3 separate regions of the Zea mays genome follow, and regions 2 and 3 are each linked to region 1. The links are chromatin contacts, called in public Hi-C maps. All regions are on one chromosome and are shown on one strand. Each heading gives the region's core, a stretch centred on a gene start, on an enhancer-like site or on the middle of the called end of the contact. The rest is flanking DNA. Distances are from core to core; before and after follow the strand shown. Region 1 holds the start of LOC103650611 (AP-2 complex subunit sigma-like). Region 2 holds the start of LOC100191165 (2-dehydro-3-deoxyphosphooctonate aldolase). Region 3 holds the start of LOC100274146.

What was found. A called contact is a pair of places that touch in the nucleus more often than the background predicts.
Region 2: a Hi-C map of leaf shows a contact between it and region 1, with 9 times the contacts expected there. The contact joins the promoter of LOC100191165 here to the promoter of LOC103650611 in region 1. A contact is called at or near these places in 4 of 25 Hi-C or Micro-C datasets (ear, leaf and tassel).
Region 3: a contact with region 1 is called in a Hi-C map of bundle sheath, with 2.4 times the contacts expected there. The contact joins the promoter of LOC100274146 here to the promoter of LOC103650611 in region 1. A contact is called at or near these places in 7 of 25 Hi-C or Micro-C datasets (bundle sheath, ear, leaf and 2 more).

Annotation. Positions count from the first base shown.
Region 1 is chr3:138,393,228-138,397,295 of Zm-B73-REFERENCE-NAM-5.0, reverse strand. It overlaps LOC103650611 (AP-2 complex subunit sigma-like), which reads right to left and starts at 2,173. Exons shown (of 6, transcript NM_001324270.1): 1 at 2,021-2,173; 2 at 1,836-1,934; 3 at 1,658-1,708. The coding sequence starts at 2,023.
Region 2 is chr3:138,023,801-138,027,868 of Zm-B73-REFERENCE-NAM-5.0, reverse strand. LOC100191165 (2-dehydro-3-deoxyphosphooctonate aldolase) reads right to left here and starts at 2,159. Exons shown (of 14, transcript NM_001136600.1): 1 at 2,049-2,159; 2 at 1,875-1,931; 3 at 1,445-1,542; 4 at 1,258-1,354; 5 at 750-815; 6 at 188-247; 7 at 1-62. The coding sequence starts at 1,913.
Region 3 is chr3:138,756,968-138,761,035 of Zm-B73-REFERENCE-NAM-5.0, reverse strand. It overlaps LOC100274146, which reads left to right and starts at 2,374. Exons shown (of 3, transcript NM_001148524.1): 1 at 2,374-2,674; 2 at 3,399-3,704; 3 at 3,796-4,068. The coding sequence starts at 3,399.

The sequences.
Region 1 (4,068 bases), core at 924-3,423:
GGCTTTCCCAAAGTTGGTGGGAAATCGGTTATTTTGACTGTGGTGGACCGGTTTTCCAAATATGCTCATTTCATCCCACTCAGCCATCCATATTCAGCCACCGTTGTTGCCAAAGCCTTCTTTGATGAGATTGTTCGGCTACATGGGTTCCCTTGTTCTATTGTTAGTGACCGGGACCCGGTTTTTACTAGCACTTTTTGGACTGAATTATTCCGTTTAGCAGGGGTGACATTGCTTCTCAGTTCAGCTTTTCACCCACAAACGGATGGGCAGTCGGAGGTCACTAATCGCATTATCACTATGTATCTTCGTTGCTTAGCAGGAGATCGACCTCGTTCTTGGCTACAGTGGTTACCGTGGGCAGAATTTTGCTACAATTCTTCCTTCCAGACAGCTATTGGTGTTTCTCCTTTCCAGGTGGTTTATGGCCGGCCTCCACCAACCTTGCTGCAATTTGAACAGGGGGCGGCAAAGGTGGCAGCAGTAGAAGCCCAACTCAGAGATAGAGATGAATTCCTTGCTGAAATCCGTGATCGGTTATTGTTGGCTCAGGAGGTAATGCGTGCTCAGCATGATAAGAAGCACCGGGAGGTTGTCTTTGCAGTAGGAGACTGGGTTTGGCTCCGTTTGCATCACCGCACAGCCGTGGGTATCACTCCAGCTCGTGCCACTAAGCTGGGCCCTAAGTACTTTGGACCTTATGAAGTACTAGAGCAGATTGGATCAGTAGCTTATCGTCTTCGTTTACCAGCAGCAGCTCGCATCCATAATGTGTTTCATGTGGCTCTTCTTAAGCCTTTCGTGGGTACCCCTCCGGTGGGTGATCCAGTGCAGTTGCCACCTCTTGTGCATGGCAGAGTGGTTCCTAAACCCTTGCAAATCATTCGTGCTCGTCTCAAACATGGCGTATGGGAATTGTTGGTACATTGGGACGGACAGGCAGCTGTTGATGCTTCTTGGATTTCACTAGAAGACTTCAAGAAAGAATATCCGGTGTTTCAGCTCGAGGACGAGCTGTTCCAGGGGGAGGGGGGAAGTGTTGTGGACTCATTCTTCTACAGGAAGACCTATGGGCGCAGGCACAAGAGTTAAATTGGGCTCACTAAAGAAAGACAGGATAGGCATAAAATAGAAACCCTGACTAGAATTCTTTTCAAAGATTAGTGATGATGTAATCAAGTGTTTCAAAGGTGGGGAACGCATTATGAATTCAAGTTTCCATTAGATATTAACAATCTTCTATTCAAGGCTTCAAGCATGGGTTCTTTGGATCTATTTGTAGTTTACGAAAAGTTAATGTATCATGTAAAACTTTAGAGTTTAGACATGTGCATACCCACGGTGATGTTCCTGGTTAGCAGCCTAATATGGGGAGATTCTTCGTCAAAACTTAAATTACTAAGCAAGTCTCGATGATAAGTGGTAAAAGCAAATACACTCATTTTAATCAATCATTTGACCATCTCGATCAGTGATCTATGTGTATCATGTATCACACGGCTACACACAAAATTTACGAACTTATTAACTAGGCGAGCTATTCTGTAGCTCGGAATAAGGATATGAATTATCACTTTCTTCCAAACAATATCCCCAATCTCATGACAAAATACCCTAAGCACAACTGGAATCCAAATCAAGAGCTCAAAGCACCCACCTCGACGAAGTTGGTGAACTTGGGGTCCCGGTTGACCACGAGCCGATGCACCTGGATTCACCACAACCAAGGCCAAGAAACAGCAACAGGGAGTCAGCACCGCCCAAATCAAAGACGGAACCAGAATCCGGCATCAAGATCAAATCTTTCTTCTCCACCAGCAGTCCAGCAGGCTCACCTCGTACTCAACCTTGTGCTTCTCGGAGTCCTCGAGAGCGACATAGTACTTGGCCAGCCGTGTTTTCCCCTGCCGGTTCTGCAGCAGGATGAACCGGATCTGCACCGGCGTGGCAGATCGAACCAAGGTGAGGAACAGGAAAGAATCGAAGAAAGTATTGGGGAAATCGGATGCGAGTTCGTTACCATGGCGGAAGACGACGGGGTTGCCTGAGAATTGGGAAGGACAGAGTCGTGATCTGGAGGCGGCGGGGAAATGAAAACGCACCAAACCGGTAACCCCTCAAAAACCAGCCCCCGCCGATTTCCGTTTAATCACGATTAATCGGTAAAAACATGTAGAAATCAGCTAAATTCTAATCCAAATCAAATTTTGAATTGGATCGGTTTTCAGTAGATTATTCAACCGATACAGCAGAGAGGAGGAAACTAAACCTCTTGTTTTTGTCAAATAAAACACATTAGACTTACAAAAATTTTAAAAAAAAATCAAATGTTATCACAAGTTCAATAACAATATTTAGCGGTTTAAATACATTACATGTCACGATTTCATAGTTCAAAAATAACATCAAAGTTGCAATACTCTATTCGATGAAAATCATTACCACGGGTATGCATTCCACTCATCGTATGCTATATGACACTTCTTGGATGAGAGCAACATCATACCTTGCTTACGCATCAACTACGCCTTATACTATGTCCAAGTTTATTTGGTCCACGCAGAAATCGTACTCTACAAATCCACCGATATTTTGGTAGTATGTAGGCTCCTCCCATTGGTACACCCACCTAAGTTGCTAAATCACTTCACCAATCAGATAATTCACATAGGGAATAAGGGGTCAAGCCTTTTAATCTGCCCAAGTATGTTCGGTCCATGCAGAATGAGAGTCATCTAGAGGGGAGTGAATAGATGATGCCTAAAATACACAACTTTAAACACAAACTTGGTCCAAATACAAAGTTAGTGCAAAACTCGATCAAGTCGGAGTGAGAAAGATGAGAGAAGTTTTCTTCACTTGATTGCTCTTACAAGATGTTAAATAAACTTAGAGCAATATCGCAAGTGAATGAAAGAACTTAGAGAGAGGAAGAACAATCGCAAAGAATGGAGCACAAGAGACATGGCGATTTTCTCGTGTTTCGGTCATGCCTCAAATTCTTACCTACTCCATATTATGGTGTCCTAATGGATAAGTGTTGCACTCCAGGGGTAGATCGAGGGCATTTTTTGCGATGTCATGTGACACCAATAGATTTTAGTAATCTCCATTAAAATGTATGCTTGTTAGTGTTTAAATGAATTGATGATACTATAACTTAATGGAGACGACACCAATGACTGTTTTATCTAGATCCGCTCCTGTTGCACTCGACACCTATTAAGTGGTCCAATGATCAACTTGAGTGCCACAATCTTCCTTATATCAATAATAATCCCCTCACAAGTAATCTCCCCACGTTAGAGTCTCTTGTAGACATACACAAAAGAATGAGTTATAGCTCCAAAGTACATCAAATAGAGAGAGAGAGAATAGTACAGATAAGAGCAAACACAGCCACACAACACAAGAAAGAAGATCACAAGAGCACACTCTCACATAATGACAAGAACAACTCAGCACGGTGCTCGAATCTCACTAAAATGATTAGAATACGTTGTGGTAGAGTGTATGAGTGTCAAGTGCTCTTGGTATTGATTTTGGTGCTTGATGACGATCACAACTATTCATACTAACTTGTTTTCTTAGTATTTGATTCATAGGTTCATAAGTTCAACAATCCAGTTTCTAAGTTAGAATTAGCTCAAATTCAACCAAAAAGGGGTAAAACTTGGAATAGATGAGCTAGCACTAGTTCTATACTTTCGAGAAGTTCTAAATACCCATAGGAACTTATTTGACTCACCTTGGATAGCTTAGTTTCAACATTTCACTCTTTTGGAGCTAGTTTGAGCCAAAACAGGAATATAAGTTAGAGAATTTAATTATTCTAGACATGTTTTTCTAAGTCATAGGGAGACTCTTCAGGCCAGTCAAATTCAATCTGATAACATATGTGCAAAATTGACTTAGGAAGTCTGTTTAGTGGGTCACCGGATGGGTCCGGTGTGCACTGGATTGTTACCTAGAGAAGCTGTAAAACAAACTTTAGGTGACTTGGTCATTCGGACTAGTCTGGTGTGCATCGGACCGTTTATATAGAGAGGGTGTAATTTGGACACTTCG
Region 2 (4,068 bases), core at 910-3,409, 370 kb after region 1:
AATTGTCCTTTCTTGATATTGATAATTTTTCCAGTCTTAGCAGCAGCCACTAGAAGATCAGTCTGTCATCATAGTAATATGTTTACATTAAAGATTCAGAACATGGTACAAATATGCAGATTGCAGTCATGCTTAAATATATGAAAAAACTGGTGTCCACAGAAAATTCTTTTGTTCAAAACTGTACCTGGCGACAGAGGAAGGCTGGAATCTGTATGATGTCAGCAACTCTTCCAACAGCTTCACACTGATTTAATCAAATAATTAGGAATCATCTATCCCTTCATAGCAAACAATATGCAGTAGGAGATTTTGATTTGATAAAGGGCAACACAAGCAATGGGCAGTTAGCAATAAGGTGGGTTGTTAGATTGTGGGTAATCGTGTTATTGAGTTCCACATATGCTCAAAAAAGTAACAGCTTGCCCCTCAAATATAAGGACAAAATTATGAAAAGCAGGTCTGTGTATGAATATGAATCAAGGATTTGAAATGAAACCAAATCATTCAATACTGCAACTTGTGTAGAGATGCATTGTTTAAAAGGAAAAGGAAAGTGTATGGGGTCAAAAGTTTCTTTCTGATGATTATATATGCCTACACAAACATAACATGTACCTAGTATGAAACAGATAATTACTTAAGAACAGGAAACATGTCTTACAGTACAAAAGTACAACAGAAACATGATCTGGTGCAGAATCAAGCAAAATTGGGTGTTAACACAGTAGAATCTGTGAATGGATTACCTGGTGGCTTTCGTGCACATCAGTGACTATCGGAAGGTCATATGTTGCTTTCACCTTTTGAAGGATCTAACCAAAATAGGAAAGTGTAAAACAATATCATATAAACACACTATTGCACGTGAAAAGCTTTGTGCCAACAAATAGGTAACATACAGTCATACAGAGACAAAGGCATAACACCTGATGGAACAGAAGTTAGTAAAGTGACATTGGTACTTGATCAAATCCCAAGTTATGGCTAACTGTTAATGTTTCTCCTAGAATCTCAGCCTAGACCAAAATAAGAATATCCCACTCTATTTGAACAGGTGATTTTAGTTGTCCAGCCCCTTCCCAGAAATCCAGATAATCACTGATGCTAAAAATATGTCCAATTTAATTATCATATGATATTGCAGAGAACTAAACTAGTGTCACATATGGCTTGACATGAATTTGCACATTGTACTGAAGACCAACGTAATCAAAACTAGGAAATGCCTAGTGTGAAGAATAAAACATGCCTCACCTTAAGACCTTCTTCAAGACCAGGACCACGGAATGATTTTGATGATGTACGGTTTGCTTTATCAAAGCTGGACTTGAACACGAGCGGAATTCCAAGCCTATCATGGAGAGGGAAAGGCAACAGTGTAGGTTTAATTTAGCCCCGGTTTTGTTAGAAAAAAAAAGACTGATCCCCACTTCGTGCTCACTTGGTCGTAATTGCTTTGATGTGTTTGGCCATCTTCAGGACGTGCTCCTCCGATTCAATCACGTTGGGACCAGCCAACAAGAAGAACGGTTTGGCTGCCTGTTGCAAGAATCAGATTGATAAAAAAACACACAGTACATAATACATGATCACAAAAGTTGTCGTTTATATCATTCATGTGAGGGCAAACGAAGAAACTACCACAGACTCGATACATCACGGTCGACATTCCTTTTAACCCAAAAAATACATTGCTTGGAATTCCACTGTACATTCTCAGATCCACTCGAACAAGCTAATAAGATTTGCTACCATATCACATCAGAAACAAAAGGGCAAGAATTTAAACACCGAACAGCTCGCAGGACGATCGATGAAATGCCGCATCCAAGATGATGGTGAGAATTACAAAAGCAACTCTCAGTGCGCACCTTGAGGGTGTCGAACAGCGCCACGGGTGGAGCCTCCATTGTCACGCTTATTCCACCCTGCGGCGGCACAACAAAAACATCAAGGCCCGTCCGGCCGTCCCTGTCCTAGAACCCCCCAAGATCACGAGAAAGAAATGCAGCGGAAGCACGGGAGGGCGGATGAAGCGCACGAACCTGAGAGAAGACAGATCGAGGGATGGAGATGCAGATGCAGATGCCACCGGAGCGGAGCGGAGCGGCACAGCAATCAGCAGGTGAAGGAGACAGGTCAAGGGAGAGTGGAAGAGACTGAGCTGAGGCTGAGGATGACAGCGACCGGAGGACCGGTTGGCTAATTTAAGCCGAGCTCTAACGAGTTGAATGGACACAGGCCGAAAATGCTGTGGGCCGGACGGTCGCAGGCTCAGCCCAATCACATCCACCCAGACACAGTTCGAAACCGAAAGTTTTTGCCCTCAAAACTGGTACCGAAACCGAAACAACTAAGGACTAGTTTGGAAACTTAAATCCCGGAATTGATTGGGATTAAAAAAAATAGTTTATTTCCATTTTAATCCCCTCCAATTCGAAGGAGGTTTGAGGTTCCCAAAGTAATCCTAATGGTCTGTTTGGGGTGAAATATTTTTACAGTTTTTATGTAATACCATGGTTTTAGATAATACAGTAGTATTTTATTATTTTATGCTATGAGGTGTTTGTTTGCTGCCAACTGCTAAGCTTATACAACAAGCTGCCAAGCGCACAGGCACGATGGATCAAGTTGTTGCATCGTCATACAAGCTGCTAACCATACTTGCCAACACGCACCACACATAAACGATGCAGTAGTATACTACACACCGACCGTGGACAAAAACGAGGTTGGCCAGTGGCAATGGGCGTGGTTGGCCGGTGTCGGTCTGCCGATGAACGAGGATGACTGGATCTAGACGAGGGCGTGGTGCGTCGCAGGTGAACGAGGATAAGGACGAGGCCCACGGGTGGACGAGGTAGGCTGGCGACTGGTGGACGAACTAGGTGTACCACAGTGGCCTGGCGCTTAGGCAGTGACCGTCCAGAATTTAGAAGGTGTGTATTCGAAAATTTTATAGGATAATGATTTTTAAAGACTAAAGTTTTTCTATTGGCATAGATAGGAGTAATTATTTGTATATATAACATAGAATTAAGCATAAACAATATAGGCATAACTGATTTAATAACTAGTCATCATAATTTAAAATTCTAGGCTAACTAAACACAAACTACATATTTGCATACAACTATTTCAAAACTGAAGTCTGAAGGTTGTGCGGCTGTCGGGCTATGGCCCTGGGGACGCCGGACTGGCCGACTGGGGCCTAGGTGCCGAGCCGCCGATGGCCGACAGGCGAGGCGACAGCGGCTGAGGCCTGACCAGCTGACCGCTAGTTGAGGGCTGAGGCGCCGTGTCACCTTCGTTGTGTGCCTGTGTCGCGTCGTCGCGGCGTCGCGCTGCAGGACTAGCCGCAGTGGCTGCCGTAGGCCCGTAGTGGTAGGCAGGCGGCGGCGGCTGATGCTGCCTGCTATCAGCGTGGGGTTTGGGAATTAGGAATTTAGGACTAGGCCACTTGAGAGATGAAAATATGTGCTAATTGAGAATGGGCCACGCTAAACCTATTGTGCTAGCTTGGGTGGAGGCTGGAAAAGTAACGTTTTCAGCCCAAATGAGCACAAATCTTGATTCGTTTTCTATTTACTGTGTACACATACATGTATATTAGTATCTATTGATTTTTTTTGCCAAAAATAATGGGTATTCATATGAATACCATTGAATCTAGTGGGGCCCGCCCCTGCGCTTAGGCGCAATGAGGGTGCAGAGATTAGGGTTTGACTGTGTTGTGTGCCTCTCTCTCTCTCTCTCTGAGGGCATGTTTGGAAGTGTAGTATTTTCTCCCTTTTTTGAAAATATTGTAGGTATGATATTTTTCCAATATAGTGTTTGTTAGACTTTTCAAAAACTCTATTTTCAAAATTAGAGTTTTGGCTATGGTGTAGTACTTTCACAGTTTTGAAAATTTATCTCCATATCAAAGTTTTCAATATTGTGGTAAAAAAATTGTGAGTATGTCTTGCCATTTCAAAACTATAGCATTCCACAACTATACTTTTCAAATACTTTACTTCCAAACAGGGTCTCGATCTCTCACTTCTCTTGTGTGGCATACTGGCG
Region 3 (4,068 bases), core at 1,125-3,624, 360 kb before region 1:
AAGTGATTAAGGAGAAACCTCGACGGGTCTGTGTGACCGATTGAGAGAGGGAAAGGGTTGGAATAGACCCGGCCTTTGTGGCCTCCTCAACGGTGACTAGGTTCTTTGGAACCGAACCTCGGTAAACAAATTATCGTGTTCGTTTGTGTTGATATTCACTTGATTTGTTTTCCCTTCTCTCTCTCTCTCTCTAAAAGTTCCCTTGCTCATATTGTTTTGAGTTGGCTCCCAAAGTGATTCACAATATTTGAGCAACTCATAGCAAGGAGAACTATCTTCCACACTCCGAATTATTTCTAACACTAACCCCGGGCATAGTACGTGTTCAAAGTTTGTAAATTTTAGGTTTCGCCTATTCACCCCCCTCTAGGCGACGGCGACTTTCATAAGGTCTCCACCGCCATTGACCATCCCTATGATCTCCAAGTTGTCGGTAGTAGGGAGTGGTCGTAGACTCGTAGGCTATGAGGGCCCAATCACCCCTGGGGTGTGACGCAGGTGGGGGAAAAACGCCTCGGGGATGTCACCGCAACCATCATGGAGGGTTGACCTTTTGCCGCAGTACAACACAGAGAGGCTTGCATAGGACGAGAAGAAGACCCATAGATCATCGTATGATGGGTCGGGTCCCATATAGATCATGATCTGTCATCTTATCTCATCACTCTTAGAGGGCGAGGTCGATCCTTGCCCCCCCGTCTTACTTCTGTGGAGCGAGGCGGAGGCCACCGAGGGCCTCTATGATGGTGTCGAGGTCACTAGGTGGAAGGGGCCGGGTTTCCAGGGCCTTGAGCATCTCCCCTTTGCTGTTGATGATGAAGTCGAGGCTGGCCATCCAGAGCTTGGAGAGGAAAGCGTCGAGAATGTGCCAGGCTCCTACCTGTCACGCCAACTATTGTTGTTTCGAAACAGCTCTGATAAATAAATTTGTTTGTGCACGTTCCATGGTCCGGATGGTGTGCCTAGTGGGTGCGAGATTTATACTGGTTCAGGCAGAACGTTCCTACATCCAGTCTTCAATGGCTGGCGTCATTGGTGGCGAAGTGCCCCGGCATCAATGTTACCGTCTATGTGCCACACTGAGCCTTGACCTCCATAGCCTGGGTCTCATCGCGACTTGTCGTGTTGCGGCCCCTGTAGACAGCTAGTGCTCTCAGGCCTAGGCTCGGTAAGTCATGAGCGAGCCGTAGGCCTAGGGGCCCATAGGTCATGAGTGGAAGGTGGATCGACTCTCTCACTGTGGCTCGGTGTCATGTGCAGTTAATGCGGTCGGTCACTTACGACAGGTCAATCCTAGATCAAATGTAGAATCCACTCAAGTGGTTTCCCCTCGATCAGCCCGACCCCCTTCTGGCCCCCACCTCGTCCGAATCCAGGCTCGATGCCTCAAGACTATCCGAGATCGGATTCTTTCGAGACAGATCCTTTTCTCATCCTTCTACTGACTAGTGGGGCCAGGGGTTTGGGATCTTTCCCCCGACATAATTGTCACTATAAGGACTATTTTGAATAATAAAGGATTTTAGGCACATTTGGTTGGAGAGTCAACTAGAATAGAGCGGCTCCATTCTAGTTTTTGATAATAGAGCCGTTTTATTCCGTGTTTGACAAACAGAACAAAGCCGTTCCATTTTTTGTTTGGTTGAAGAGTAGAATAGAGCAGAGTCGTTCCGTTCTCTGTTTGGTTGGAGATCTATATGAGTGATTGAGTGTAGAGGGTAGGAGAGGGAGGAAAGCGCTCACATCTAAGAGATCGCTCGTATCCGATCGTTTTTGTGGAGTAGGAGCATTATAACTATTTATGTTAAATTTCCATATGGTGACTCCAGGAGTCATTCCGCTCCTGTTTTGTTGTAAACCAAACATCCAAAAAATAGGAATGGAGTCACTATATTTTTCTCCACAACTCAACCAAACACACAGCCAACGTAGAATAGAACGACTCTATTCTAAAAAATCGGAATGGAGTCTCTCCATTTTAGTTAACTCTTCAACCAAACACACCCTTAGTTCTTCCAATCTTCTCCGGTTTTCTGGTTTCTAAACTAGCCCTAATTAATAAAAGACAACGACTAATATGTAAGCAGGTACTAGGTGCAAGCGTGCAAGCAGACTTTTTAGTTCGTTAGATCTATATCCAACGGTAGATACAATTATGATTTGTTAGAGAGTTTTTTTATAAAGCTATATCAGGTGGTGATGAAAGGGTTTAAATGTTAAATATAATCTAGCGTTACATCTAGATTTAATAGATCAAAATATCTACCGTGATTGTACATAGTACCTGCTTGCATATTAGTTACTTTAATTAAAAATATCCCATCTGATACAAACTAAAAAAACGAACACCCCCGTTCACCGAATCACCGCCTCGTCACACTCCAGCCCTTCCCCCCGCGCCGGCGCGGCGAGGCCACCGACCGGCTGGCGGGTGTTGCTTCTTCTTCTCCCGGCCCACCCGGCCTGCCCGCACCACCGACCCCTCCGCTGAGCGCGCTCCCACGCCCATTGAATCATAGCGCGCCGCTCAGTCGAGCGAGGATTTCTCTAGGATAGCAGCCGCCATCACCTCCTCGCCTCGCCGCGCTCCGCTGGTGCTGCTGGGTCGCTGCTGAGCGGAGCGGGAATCGGACCGGACTCGGTTCGAATTCGTCCTCACCTTTTCGTCGTTCGGGTAAGGAAGCCCTAACGTTGCTTGGCAGATTGAAATTGAATTCTCTGTTCTAGCTAGGGTTTCTACGGTTGCGCCCTTAATTTTTGGTAGGTTCGAGCAATCCAACAACAAATTCCAGAAAATTCCTTGCCTGAACGGGTGATCAGACCCATCGAGACCAACTAGCTGCAGGATGGGTTATTGATTTTCAATACAATGAATTTCTCTGACGTTTGCTGCCCGCACAATTGAACAGAACACTTGCATTTTACTTGTCGAACTTGCACTATACTCTAATTCCATGAGTGCGCGGTTTAGTGATGTGGCCTTTCGCATACACTTTCACACTTCTCCCTTCATCTTTCCTGTGATGTGGTTTGTGCAATATTATGTAGAAAAAAAGCTTAAACATCTTTCTACAGCAGTCTTGTATGTGCAGGGTCGTTGTTCAGGCCCTTCACTGTTTCGTAGTTTCTAGCATTAAAATATTGTAGGTTAAACCTGAAACATCGTACGAAAGTAGCCTAGTATAGCCACTATCAGTGTCGTTTTAAGTTTTTATATAGCATTATTGTTCAGATACTGTCTCTAATTTTCTACAACAGCGTTAGGATTGACATCTTTTGGGAGTGACCTCTGTTTGCTGTTGTGTTGTATCTATCACTATGTTCGCCTGCAGAATCGCTCACTTTGCATGTCACAATTGTATGTTGCTGATGCTATTCAATGTGTGTTGTTAGTGCAGATGCCAGAAGCCGAGTGGAATGATGAACACACTAGGATTGTCTGCGAACTCTTTGAAGAACAAGTTCGGGCTGGGAACAGGCCAAACACGCATCTGAACAACATTGGTTACCGCCAAGTTGCGGCTAAGTTTCAGCAGAGGACAGAGCTTCTCTATACAAAATTGCAGCTTAAGAACAAATGGGACAAGTTTAAGAATGATTACATCACCTGGAGGAAGTTGCTTGTAGTAGGGAAGGGTTTACCCTGGGACACAGCAAAGGGGACATTTGTTGCTGACGAAGAATGGTGGAAGAAGATCAATAAGGTTTGTTGTGCGTAAATTAAACTGATTCCATATTTTATACTGATTCAGTGATTTTAGTTGCATGACACCCTTTCCTTTTCATTACTGGTAGGAGCTGCCGGGTGCAAGGAAATTTCGACATGGCGGTCTACATCATGAGGATAAGTTGAATGTAATGTTTGACTACATCACCAGTAATGGTGTGGATCCTTCACCGCCTGCGCCGGAAAGCCCGAAGAATGGGGTGAATCATTCGCCACCGGCTGCAACTGGTTTGCCATCTGCTCCAGACTGCGCGCTCAATGGAGTGGATCATTCGCCTGTGACTGCACATGGTTTGCCATCTGGTCCATACAGCCCCATGAATGGGATGGATCAGTTGCCA